Linked DNA regions of Mus musculus: region 2 is linked to region 1. Evidence: chromatin contacts called from public promoter capture Hi-C data. All regions are on one chromosome and are shown on one strand. Each heading gives the region's core, a stretch centred on a gene start, on an enhancer-like site or on the middle of the called end of the contact. The rest is flanking DNA. Distances are from core to core; before and after follow the strand shown.

What was found. Promoter capture Hi-C pulls out the DNA fragments that hold promoters and counts their contacts.
Region 2: a promoter capture Hi-C map of erythroid cells shows a contact between it and region 1, with 7 times the contacts expected there. The contact joins the promoter of Stt3b here to the promoter of Atp1b3 in region 1.

The regions. Positions count from the first base shown.
Region 1 is chr9:96,360,343-96,367,157 of GRCm38.p6, reverse strand. Atp1b3 (ATPase, Na+/K+ transporting, beta 3 polypeptide) reads left to right here and starts at 2,727. Exons shown (of 7, transcript NM_007502.5): 1 at 2,727-3,112. The coding sequence starts at 3,004.
Region 2 is chr9:115,304,883-115,311,794 of GRCm38.p6, reverse strand. It overlaps Stt3b (STT3, subunit of the oligosaccharyltransferase complex, homolog B (S. cerevisiae)), which reads left to right and starts at 1,327. Exons shown (of 16, transcript NM_024222.3): 1 at 1,327-2,043. The coding sequence starts at 1,739.

The DNA of each region.
Region 1 (6,815 bases), core at 1,478-3,977:
GCAGCAGAAGAGAGGCTTTTTGACCATAGGGGAATTGGTTTTCTCATTTATAAAATTAGGCAAATACTTCTAGATTTAGTTGGTTTTTGTGTGTGAAAATTATGAAATAAATCACACTTGCCACCTAGCCCAGGGCGAGGATCTCAGTGATCTACTCGAGATCATTATTACAGTGAGAGTCATATGGGTAGGTAGGGCTGTCAGATTCAGCAAATAAAAATACTGAATAATGAGCTAAAGTTGAATTTTACCTTCCATCCATAATTAATCAATCATAAAAACAAAATGAAAATAAGGAGCTGGCTCAGCAGTTAAGAGCACTTGCTGCTCTTCCAGAACCCACGTTCAATTCCCACTGCTTAAATGACAGCTCACAACTGTAACTCCAATTCCAGGAGATGCCCTCTTCTGTCCCCCATGGGCACTGTACACGTGTTACACAGACAGTGCAGGGAAAACATCTACACATATATAAAAAAAAAGGGGGGGGGGAATTAACAATACAAGATGTTCATCTCTCAAATTCAAATTTATGTATCTTGCTTTTTTATCTTGGTAAAGCAATTTCTCTTGTAAAGCTACCTACAAGGAATATAACTGACCAAATTTGATATTCCATCTGCTCATATTTGGCAGGCTAATATCCCAAGATAATCAGTGTTTACTCTTCCAGGCCATGCTCAATTATCTCGGAACACAGAAACAAAGAGGTCCCATATTGTTCGAGTATAGTATTTTTGCCAAATTGAAATCCGTTGAAACTGACTGCCATACTGACTAAACTAGCCATGAGTTTTCAAAGTGTTTACTGAATTATATTTGTATTTAAACCCTTATTTAGAAAAACCACAGAACACTAAGTATAAAAGCTGTATTTATGGCTATTAAAAACACAGAGACTGAAACTCTCAGCTGGCCACTAACATCTTTGAAATGTCATTTCATAACATTGTTTTCTATGTATTAGGTAATTATTTCTTAAAGCATGCTTGTTATACATGCACACACACAAAATAAGCAGATATATTTTTATATTTTATCCCAGATAGATGATGTATCTTTCATCGGTTTGCATATATAAAAAGCTCATAGTTAATCCTATCAGTATTCTAGCTACCCTAGTGTGCAGTTCAGGTTTTGAGGTAAAATTATTTCCATTCCTTAGCTTTTAGCCTTACCTATAATCTAGAGAAGCATTCTAGGCTTCTTGTGTAATATTTTGGTATTTCTAAAATCAGCTTCATGTCAAACTCTACAAATTGCTTCTGAAAATTTTTTTGGTGTTATTAGACCAAAAAAGTAACCGGAGGCAGAGAGAGGTGAGTGCAGGCCTTTAAGTCACAGCACTCCAGAGGCAGAGGCAGCACTCTGTGATCTGGAAACTAGCCTGGTCTGCAGAGTGAGTTCCAAGGCAGCCAGGGCAACACAGAGAAACCCTGTCTTGGAAAACAAACAAATAACTGGAGGGCGGAGGATGTAGTTCAGTTGGTGACATGCTTGTCATGTGCATGGTCCTTGGTTCCCTCCTCTCCCAATAACCCTAACCCCAGAAAAACAACAGTTGAAAACAAACAAAAATCCCCTGTAAATCAGGCATGGTAGCACATGCCTGTGATCTCAGTACCCAGGAAGTCGAGGCAGGAGGACAAGAGTGTGGGATACACAATGTCAAGTCAGCTGAAGCTACACAGCAAGATTCTGTCACAAACAAAACCAAACTGGATTTTGGATAGTCATAAACGTATGGGTGGGCGTGGTTAATGAAATTATTGCAAACAAAATGGGATTGCATTTATTCATTCATTATTGCTATTTAACAGAGGTTATTTAACATCTCTTTTCCGGAAACAAAAACAAAAAATCAAAATAACCTCACCTTCTGTTCAAACTTCCATTTTGAGTCTTTTAAAATCCCATTTATGGTGTTTCAGAATTTCAGAATGCAGCCTGAATTCCTGGCTCCGCCTAGGCGTAGCGGCCACCAGTGGCAAAGAAAACACCAGCCGAGTGGTTCAGGCATCTATCCCTAACTCTAACAACCTTAACCTTGTACTCCATCAAGTATTGTAGTTAACAATTGGAGTGACCGAGCCAGAAAAGAAAAAAAAAAAAAAAAGCAAGGCTTTAGTGAGCGGAAATCTTGGGAAAATATTTATATTGATTTCATTGATATGCTCGACTGAATCTGGAGAAAAAGTATACTGTACTCCATTTGGTTAACGATAGCATATTTAGAATAAAACTGCCATGACCCTCAGGCAACCCAAAAGCAGCTAGTCCACACTAGACGCTACAAACGCTGCCCGAGGCCCTGCAGCAGGTGCCGTTTAAAGACGTCACAGAGCCCCAAGGAGAACGCGCCACGGCGTATTGCAGAAGGCTCCGGGGCCAAGTATGTGCTCCAGGCTTTGACCACTAAGTCTCAGGCTGGGCTTCCACTAAGCCCAGCCACGGCCTGGGCTTCCAGTGGAGAGCGCTGTAGCCTCCTACGCCCACCTTCCTCGGGCCACCACCCTGCCGGTCAGTGTGCCCGGCAGACTTCCGCCCGCAGCCCCGCCGCGCTGGCTTCCTCGCACCTGGGCGGGGGCTACAGGGGCAAGTAGCCCGGCTGGGGCGTGGCTTGGCTGGGGGCGTGGCTCTGGCGTCAAGGGCGGACCTTGGAGATGTGGGCGTGGCGTGTTGTCGGGGGCGGGGTCATCCGGGCGGCTCTGGGCCTTTGGGCCGCGCCCAGCCGGGCGGGAGGCAGCGGCCGCGGTGCGCGCCAGCGGCGCGGGGATTGGCTGCGGCGGGCGGAGACGTCAGGCTCCCGGGGCCCCTGCGGCCGCCCGGCGCGGCGCGGCGCAGTCGGCTCTAGTGGTCTCGTAACGAAGAGTTGTTCCCGGCCGTGCCGTCCTCCGCTGTTGTCGCTGGGCTGCGCCGCCGCCGTCGCCAGGACGCGCCGCCGAGCCCCTCGTCGCCTCCAGCCCCGCGGCCTCCGTTCACCTCGACTTCCACACGCCCATCATGACGAAGACTGAGAAGAAATCCTTCCACCAGAGCCTGGCCGAGTGGAAGCTGTTCATCTACAACCCGAGCAGCGGAGAGTTTCTGGGGCGCACCTCCAAGAGCTGGGGTGAGCGCGCGGCGGGGCGGGCGGCGCGGCGGACGGCCCCATTCATTGCGGGCGGCCCGGCGGTCCGGCTCCGAGGCTGGGCGGCCGCTTGGCCAGCCCGAGCGGGGCACACGTGCTGCCGGTTCCCGCCGCGAGCGGCGCCGGAAGCGGGACCGGCCGGCCGGGCCGGGCCTCCTTTGTAGGGCGCGCGCCCTGGAGGCGCGGGCCGCGCGGACTGGGGAAGCCGGACCTGCCCCTCGCCTGCCTGGGGAGAGGAAATTTCCACTGCCCGCTATCTTGTGACTCGGCGGCGCTGCCACCCAGACGGCCGGGACAGTGCGGGCGAGCTCCGGGCGTGTGTGGGTTGCAGGGACGTGTGACGGGGAGTTAATCACTGGGGCACATTGTCCGCGAAAAAGCACTTGAATTCCGACTGAGAAAGGCCGGCTCCGAGAGGGCTTCTTCCTCCTCCTCCTTCTCCTCCTCCTCGGAGATCACAGCGCTTTTCTGCCTTGCAGATTTTGCTTTGGGGAAAGACGGTCCTATTAAACACCCCCTCCTCCCGTACCTTCAAAACATCCGAGTGGTGGTTGAATGTTAACAGATTTTCTCTGTGCGAACTCATTGTTTTAAAACGAAATAGTGAATCCGAGTTGATCGGTCTTCTGGGTTTTGTGCTGCTTTTAAGGTGAGGGGTCAAAAAAAATGTTAGTGAAGGTGGACAAGTGTATTCCATTTATTGCCTTTCTATTTAGACAATTTTACCTTTTTGAAATCCTTTTTTAAGAGTATTTTGTTAATGGGTAAGGACAGATTTTTTTTTTTCCATTCTGAGTAAGAATGGATTTTTAGAGCTGAGAGCCGTTGGGGCATGGCATTTTTAAGAGAAGCATTGAAGACCATAAGTGAGATATGGCTCACAAAATGACTTGTTCACTGAAGTGAGCTCCTCTAGGGTGCAAGGCTCTTTGACACTCTATCACAAGCTGAAAGGAGCCATGGAAGGTTTGGGGGGTTTTGTTTTGTTTTCTTAAATTCCAACCTCTAGTTCAGAAATGAAACCCAGAGGTTGTGATTCTTTGTAAAATTACATATTCCATGGGGCCAAGAAAAGAGCCCAGTCTCCTTTAATCCCAGTCCAGTGGTTGTATTATTTTACGTATGCCTTGCCTGACTGCCCAGTAATCATGCACAATTTTTATTTAAATTGCTGTCTTTTCTTGAGAGCTCTGTATGTGCTCAAGAAATAAATCTTCCACCGCGGTTAAAGGGAGAAGGATGAAGATAATTGCTTGTTTCCAGAGAGCACTTTGAACTGAAGAGATTTTTGGGTGGTGGAGAGAGGTTCATTTTTGTAAGCTGCCTTTTGCCTTTCTCTCTTGCCTTCTCACTTCTAGAGTCCATTATCTTTACTTCGACGGTAGGGCTTCTCCTGCAGGATCTTCCTGTGGCCTCGACTGACCTCTGATTAACTAATTGTTGGTGGCCCTCTTGCCTCAGTCACTTACATGAGTGGACCATCATGGCAGCTCCAACAGTGCTGTTTTAACCTTTGTGTTAGGATATAGGTTTCCTTGGTAATATGCATTTAAGCAGAGAACCTGTACAAAGTGGGAGTAAGGATAAAGTTGAGGTTAGCCTAGGAAGAACTAAGCAAGACCTCTTTATAGAATCAGTACTTATCCTTGTGCTCACATAGTAAATTTTGAGTTCATTATAGTAATCCTAAACCAGTGCAGAAGATCCCACCCCGCACAGAGACATTAAGAATGTGTGTGAGAGGAAGACAAACTAAATCCTCAGCCTTGAAGGCTGTGTCTCTAGACATGTAGGGTCTGCCATTGAGAGGCCGCCTACATGCAGACTCAACATCAGTTTGGACATCTATGTGCCTGTGGGGCGTTCTGCCGAGACGGGCGCTTTTTACTTAAAATCGTCAAGGCCCTGGAAGAGGCAACTGCCTGACCCACCGCTAGCATTCCAGTATGTCTTTCTGCAATCTGTATAATGTTTCTTTTTTTAAGCAAGAAGGAATCATAGCCATATAAGTATGTTACAAACACCATCCCATGTTAATAAAGGTCTATATCCCCATTATTATTAATAGTTTACTTGACTACTGTCCCACTGCATATATACCGCTTTCCCCTTCATTATTGTGTGCACTGGCCCTTTCCTTCACCTCCTCTTCCTGTGTATATATACATTTTCCCAAATTTATTTCCTTGGGATCTGTTTGCACTTGTAGGATAGCTAGGCAGCATACAGACCTTTTAGAGTTCAAAGCATGTTGTCATGGTGCCTTGCTGGAGATTTCTCAGTATATTCCCACCAGCAAGGCTGTGATGGTGTTTTGCCTTCAACACTGAAGCTATACTTTGTGACTGCTTTTATATTTTCTGGCTTTTTTCTCCCTTGGAAAAAAACTCTTTAGATGGGTAGATATTTATTTCTAGTTGTGTCCCCACTCCTCCAACATAAATTTAATGTTGGGTGGTAGTAAAGAGTTACAACTTTTTTTTTTTTAAACTTTGTAAAGTTGCTCAGTCTGTTTTGTATAAAGGCCTCCCAAGATTCTATAAAGATGTCCACATTGTCTGGTTTTATTATACTTAGGTCTGCAGTATGTTCCATCTTGATCTGAGGTGTTTCCCTTATTTAAGTGCACTAAATACGTTAAATCTTAGTTTTTGCTGTAAACATTTTAGAGAATGGAAATTCTGCCTGTCACATCACATTACTGTATTGAAAACAGCTGTCTGAAGCTCTCAAGTAGCCTCTGCCATATAGTTTGTCTTCATAGTATAGCACAATGGGTTACAGTAGTCTCAGAATGCCTACGTGCACCTTATTTGGCTTCTCTAACAGTCCTTAAGTTAAGCAAGACAGTCAGGGATTGAAGCAGACCTAGAGTTAGTTTCTCAAGATGAACAGTAAACACAACACCAGAAATAGGTAGTTGCCATTTCTGACAAATAAACAAAAAATTTAGTGCCTGGTGGCTGTTTTTGCAATCATTAAGCCTGTGCATTAAATACAATTAGAGCCAATGTAATGAGGTTTGGATATCATCTAGTATTAAGGTAGGCAGTGTGCCATGTGTTCCAGTTAAATTTTATTGGTTGTTTTGAGTCCAGCTGGTTTTAAACTCAAGGTCTCCCACCTCTGCTTCCTGAGTGCTGAGATTATAGGCATTCTCTACCACATCTAGCTTACAATTAACATTTAAATGATGGCGTTTAATAGCAAAAAAGTGCGAGGAAGAATATTGTTTCTTATTCTGTATTTTGTATGTATAGATAAAAAATAGATTTACATCAGCTATCAAATACTTTTCCAGCAGAGACTGTACACAAGATGTAGGTGAGAAAAGTCACTGGGTGAGCTAGTGAGGTGAACAGAGTTTTTTTTTTTTTTGTAATTTGTGCCACAGTATGGTGTCATTGAAGATAAACACTTGGGAATCTTTGGAGATTATTATCTTATCTAGGATGTCTATTGGATAGACATCATAGATTAATATTAACATACAATTCAAGATTCTGATTTCTAAGCATAACTTCTAATCCATTTCTAGTAGCTGACTGCATCTTGTTCATGTGCCTCTTCTTTCATTGTAGGTCCATGGAGTGCCAGTTTGACGGTCACTTGCTTCCATTCTGGGCCATGCTTTAGCAAAATGCTCTTTCCAGGAGAATTGTTTCTGTCTCATGGTAGTTGTGTA
Region 2 (6,912 bases), core at 78-2,577, about 19 Mb before region 1:
TTCCACTATGAATCTCATTAAAATTTACATGTTTAATAAATGTTGGATATTAAAATGGTGGTGAGGAGGTCTATTTATGGAAGCTGTTCATTTTCCCTGATGAGAGTCTATTTATTTTTATAAGGAAACCGGCAAAGTTAATCACCAGGTTGGGAGTGGCTGAGCCTATTAGTTAGGTACATTTGTTCATTTACCTAACCTTTGACAATGAGCAACGGAACATAATTTTATTTTGCAAATTTACAGGACTTAATCTTTACACACATTTTAAAGATTCTGGTGTTCCCTAACAAGATGGACAGTTGTGAATGTACACGAGAAACCAGTGAAATATTAGCCGGCCCTTGTTTCTACATTAACCTCTGTACCTGCCAAGAGGGCTTCTAACACTGCAATGACCCTCCGGATCTTTAGTTCTGACTTTTGTCCTTTTGGGGATGGGCGGAGCTAGTTGTGGAGGAAGGAGAAGGTACAAGCAAACTGCCCCAGACAAGGAAAAGTTCCTACGTTTCAGTTGGCTAGAGTGAAAATTGGGCAATAGCTAATACAGTCCAGGAAAAGTTAATTTGGTGACGGAACGTAGGCAGGTGTAAATAATGAATTCTTGCAGTCAAAAGATTGAGCTGCAAAAAAAAAAAAAAAAAAAAAAAGTCCTGGAGAACACAGCAAAAAGAATGTGACATTTATGTGTGTGTCCGCCTGGCTACATCTTACTGCAGCTCGGACGACATCTGCCCACTCCAAGTTTTCAGAGCAGCAGGGCGGGGACAGAGAATGTAGCGACCCAGCCACTCACTCTGGCACGTTCAGCACAGCGGCTGGACCCACGCGCCTAGGGCCCCGCACCGCGCCTGCGCGCCCCGTCACGTGGCGGGCGCCCCGCGCTGAGCGGGTTAAAAGTCACGGCCGCCGAGCACCCGGCCAAGCCGTGCTCTCTGTTCCTTCGGTCGACTGGGACGTGGGACCTTCTGCTGCTCGAGTCGGAATCCGCGCGGGGAAGCGAGCCGAACCTCCTGGTGCCCTTCCCCAGGGCCCCGAACGGGCTCGCGCGCGAAACCGCGTCTTTCAACTGACAATGAAATCGTAGCCACGGCCGGCGGCGAATAGGCGGGAGGCCGCGAGGCGGAGGGGGTGGAGGGCCATTCAGCCGAAGCCCCGCCCAAGGCCCCGCTCGCGCTCCTATTGGCGCACGCCGCCATTCCGGCCCCGCCCCTTAACGGACCTGTCGCTCTGTGACAGGCGGAGGGGCCAGTTCCTGTTGGGCGAGGGGGCGGAGTCAAAGGTTGCCTGAGCTCCGCCCGGACTCCAGGGGGCTCCTCCCCTTTTGTGCTCCTCGCGGCTGGGCGGGCGGGGGAATGTCATTGCCGCTCCGAGCCGCCGCTCCTCTGGCGCCCTCGTCCCGTCGGCTCTCGCCGCCACCGCCGCCTCCTCAGCCGCACGGGGGACACGGATGGCTAGTGGGGCGCAGGGGCCTTTTGGGTTGAGACCGCGACGGTCGCGGCCACTGTTGAGGCGGAGACTTCGGATCGCTGCCGCCTCCACCACCCCCAGTGTCCCGGCCTCGCGGTGCTGAGGGCGGGAGCGCGCCCAGCTCTTCCTCCGCCTCCGCCTCCTCCTCCTCCTCGTTGTCGTCGCCGTCGCCCTCCTCCTCCTCCTCTGGGTCTCCGCCCAGCACCCCTCGCTCCAGGCGGCGGCGGTGGCCGCGGAGGACGAGCGAGACCCGCCGCCGGGGCACAACATGGCGGAGCCCTCGGCCCCGGAGAGCAAGCACAAGTCGTCCCTCAACTCGTCCCCGTGGAGCGGCCTCATGGCTCTGGGGAACAGCCGCCACGGGCACCATGGGCCCGGAACCCAGAGCGCGTCCAGGGCGGCGGCGCCGAAGCCGGGGCCCCCCGCGGGGCTGTCCGGGGGCTTGTCGCAGCCGGCCGGGTGGCAGTCGTTGCTCTCCTTCACCATCCTCTTCCTGGCCTGGCTGGCCGGCTTCAGCTCGCGCCTCTTCGCCGTCATCCGCTTCGAGAGCATCATCCACGAGTTCGACCCGTGGTGAGTGTGCCCGCCCTTCCCCCGCAGGCAGCCCGCGGTCCCCGTTTGTCTGGAGCCCCTCGGATCCCACCCGGTCTCCCGCGGGCCGGGCCGGGCGCGCCCCCTGCCCGCTTGGCGAAGTTTGCCTGGGAGCGGAGCCTGGGTCCTCGGCCGCCGGGGTGGGCCGGCTCCGCGCGGCGCCTCTTCGCCGCCGCGCCCCGGCTTGCTCCGGGGGCCCCCTTCCCCACGCCCTCTCCGCCGCAGCTTTGCGCCTTGTTGCATTTTATTTCATTTCTCTCCTTCCTGCCATCGGAGCAGCCCCGGGATTGCCTTCTGGCTGCTGGTGGTGACTGGAACCCCTTGTCCGCTCAGCCTCGCAGTTTCATGCTTTCTTTCCGGGAGAGTGGAGTGTTAGAATGTAGGGGGGGAAAATATTATCCCGAAAGCGAGCGCAGTGGTAGCGCCTCGTGTTTTTCCAGCACCAGGTATTTTCCGGAGTGTCTCTTTCCCCCCTAAGGCCCTTAAGTGCTCTCAGCTCGCCACACTATTTGCACAGTTGTATTGCGTTGCTTTTTAGAGCGAGATCGTTTTTCTGTTAGCTGAACTCTCACCCTCGTTGTTGCTACAATATCCGACTGGGTTGCATGAGTTCTTTTATTGGTGTCTGCTGGAAGGTCTGTGGAGAAGAGAGCAAGCCGTACCACAGTGCTGAGAGTCTAGATTGTGGTGCCGAAGTTGCACGCTCTGCATGGCACTCACTGGTTTTAGGGACTTAACTTCGAACACTGAGTTACCTACACGGGAAGATTGCTTTTCACTTTCTTCCTCCTGGCCCAACCTGAGTTAAGTTTTTTGTTTTTTGTTTTTTGTTTTTTGTTTTTTTTTTCCCCCAGAGAGAGATTGAGAGCGAGCGCCAGCGCGCCTCTTTAAACTAGTTTATTCTTCAGGCTGCCCTATCAACCTTGAACTAATCTTACTTGTAATTAGACATAATTAAACGGTAGGGTATTTGTCTTACCATTTGAAATGCACAGAGAATCTTCTTAAGAGTTAGTACATATATAGGTTATAAATGAGTTTTTTGGGGGGGGCTTATGTGTTAAGTATCAGATTTAAGTTGTACTTTAAGAAAAATATTTATGCTGCAATATCTATTGAACACCAGAGGGGCCTACTCAAGGAAAACCTGTTTAGAGAAGCAGTGAGCTACAGTGATGGCCTGCTGTGAGGTGTTTTCGTCCTATTTTAAGAGGTTTCCATTTTTTTCTAACATTAGATTTGCTTTATAAATGACCATTATGTTATTTGGAACCAGAGGAGAAAATCATGTTGGTGGAGATTACATACGAACCTACGAATATTTGTGAAGTCTTAACTAACTAGATAGAGTATTCTTTGAAACAATCAATTAGATTAAAACTGAGATTGACTAGAAATGAAAGCCGCAGAATTTACTGAACAACATGAAAAGAGAAAGTTGTGTCTTTTCAGATGAAGATAGCACGGGGTGGAACAAAAACTGGAAATATTTCCAGGGTAATTGTACAGATACTTCCATGAAGTAACATTTTTTACAAATGGAAGGCTGGGAACTGTTAGGAGTGCACTCAGAAGCTGAAATTAATAATTACAGATAAATGCACAAATAAATGACAAGGCGATTTTAAAGTTTCTTTTTGTCATTTTCCCCTAGTAAAGCTGCACTTGAGGCGGCTTAGATTAGATGGCTTTAGGAATTGAAGAGCATAACTTTTTTTATTCATGAAAATCTATTTTGTTTCTATTCTGCTGTGTATGGAAACAGTTCTTTGACTTGAGTCTGCTCCACTTACATTTTAATTCACATTGCTGATCTGCAAGTGTCCACAGCTAAGGCCTACCTACTTAACTAAGCTCTCCCATCTACCAGCGGTAGTGTTAAATGTTTGTTTATTTTTGATGAAATGTTATGCTTGGAATGTTAGAGCATTCTAATTAGCAGATAGGTGTAGTAAAGGAATTTTCCCTGCCTGCACCCCATCGTGCATCGGGACTTGTCTGTGTGAATCTCATGGAATGCCTAACTCAAGAGACCTAATGAGAGAAATCAAGTTCAAACAAAAAGAATACTGTGCTCACTTTAGGTTTTCTTTTCATAGCTGTTACTAATAGGCATGCCATTCATTCTTCCATCTCATAATCATTCTTGAAAATTTTTTACAAGGGAGGTTGTATAGCTTGCCTGTCATTACTTTTGACTTTTAAAACAGTTTTCTCCAAAGCTAATAACAGCAGTCTCTCACACTAGTTTGGAAGTGGCTCAGATTACAGCGCAGTAATGACAGGAACCTTTAGTAATATTTAAATGTTCTCTCTGCCTGTTTCTACAAACCAATTCTGGCCTGCCCCATACCTCCTTCAGTCCCTCTTCCCCCTTCCATTTCTGTATCCTTTTTGTGAAAGGCTGTTGATGGTGAGTTGCTTCTGTAAATTTTATCTTGAATTGTGAGACTTCAGATAGCTGCCAAAGGTGAGTTGTCACCAAGTTACACCTGTTTTTAACTTTTTCCCTGAAGTTATAAATCTTACCAGCTGCTGTAAGAGGTAGGCTATGAGGTTATTGACTTAACTACCTTTTATTTAGATCATTTGGCAACGTTTGGGGTTATGATCTCACCTTTTGTGCCAGTGAGTTTCTCCCTCCTCAGCTGAGTTGGTGAGATTCCGGGCAGCAGTGGAAGTTATTCTGTAGGTACCAGACATTTGGTTGACCAACTAGTTTAACGAGCATGTGTCTAACGCATCCTTTTATCTGACACTGTATGTAGTCCTTGCATAGTTTTGCTGTGATTGTGAATGCATGTATGTTCCATTAACCAGACCTTTCCTGCTAGCTCTGACAGGTTGTGGTAGCTCTCCCTGTTAGCACTACTTTGAGATATCCTTGTTCTTGTAGAACCGCTTTTTAGGGGCTCCTCTCTGGAGAGAATTTGGGAATTTAGAATTTAAAGTTTTAGGTTTTAGCTGAAACTATGTATAAATAGGTTAATTAGTGCAAACAGTTTCAAAGGAGTGATAAGCCTTGAAAGTAAGCTGTTAGGAGTTGGGGGCTGCTTCCTGTCTTTTGAGGTCTCCCATGTTTTTCTTCACTTTACAAATGACAAAAAAACAAACTGTTGACCTCATATCTGAAGAAGACAGAATGGTTAGCAAAAGCAAGCAGTGTAGAACAGAAAGTTTCCCGGATCTTTTAAAGCCTCCGTGACTGGGATCATTAGCAGCAGCAGGCCGGCAGCACTTCCAGGTGGGATACACCACCACTGTTTTCATTGTAATCTACACTCTCTGGCCCGGAGCTTCTGGGATCCTCGAGTTAGAAGTACATGTAATAGGAAGTGCTTGAGTGGCTGCATCTGATGATGGCTTTGAATCCGTGCCCACTTGCAGTCACTGTTCTCCTCTGGTAGTCATCATGGCTTTCCTGAAGCATGAGATAGATCCTGAAGCAGCTAGGATCTGTCTTTTAAGCCCTTGGAATCTTTGCTTTTTCTTGAGGGTTTTCTTTGCTTTAGGACCAGACTAAGCAGGATTCCATGCTTAAAGACATACGTGGCTTGCATGAAGACAGTTGGTTGTCTACCAAGCATTAGAAACTAAAGGTTTCCTTCTCTGGCTCTGAACCTATGGATGTGGAAATGTCTTAGCAGCCTGTCTGTACCTTGACCTCCAGTCTTCATGCTCTCAAAAGTGTTGCATGTATAGAAAAAATATAAGATAGCCTTTGTTGTACTGTCTTAATATTCACCAGTCCACCTGTGTTCTCAGAAGTAATTAATACCAAGGCCGATGTTTTCTACAGTGAAATCATAGACACCACAGCACTGCAGCTGCTTTGAGTTAAAAGCCTCTGCATTTCAGTAGATCTGCCTTCTGCTAAGTGATTGTGCTATAAGTTTTCAACATACGGGAAAGTTGAATTTTAGAGTGAACATTCACATCACTACTGCCTATGTTCTCTGATTGATGGTTTGTTTTGTTTTGTTTTGTTTTTTGCTTTTTTTGTTTTTTGTTTTTTTTTTTTTTTTGTTTTTTTGAGACAGGGTTTCTCTGTATAGCCCTGGCTGTCCTGGAACTCACTTTGTAGACCAGGCTGGCCTTGAACTCAGAAATCCGCCTGCCTCTGCCTCCCAAGTGCTGGGATTAAAGGCGTGCGCCACCACGCCCGGCTTAATGTATTTTTCTTAACTCTTCAATGTCTCTGGCTGTGCTTACACCCTTCTTCTAGACTCTGAAATCTAAAGAGACTACTGGTGCGTTGTCCAGTGATAAAGGATGCTACCTTGCTTCCTCTACTCCATGATAAGGGACAACTTTATTTCTGGACTGCATTTGGTTTCTGTAAAAGCTGAACCCAGCATATACAAATAACTGTTTTTGTATCTTCACTTGGAGTGCAGGCCAGGATCAGATTCCATCCCTTTCAGGTTTTGGTCAGTAATTTTACCTGAGTACACTGTAAGCCATGTTTGTTAAATGACTTGGCTCTGTTGTCTAGAGAGAAAAATCTGAAGTGGTTGAGTTTTGGTTTTATTCTATTTCACTTATGAAGAACTTGGAAAGTCTTGATTGTCTTATTATTCAGCCTGTTGTCACTACCATGTTTCATCCAAACAAGAGAGGCCTAAAAAGCATATACAGGACCTGAAAGCATGTACACCCAAATGAAAGGGGCACGATAGGGGCCGCCCTGCTGATTCTGAATATTACTTGTCAGTGTGAACCAGCCTCCTCTTCCTTCCTCCCAGGAGCTTGCTATGACGCCCAAGCTGGCAGGTGGGGTTACAGTGTGTCCTGCTTCTCACTCCACCTTCTGCCCTGAGTACTTACCTGAAACTTAGAAATGGATAGAGA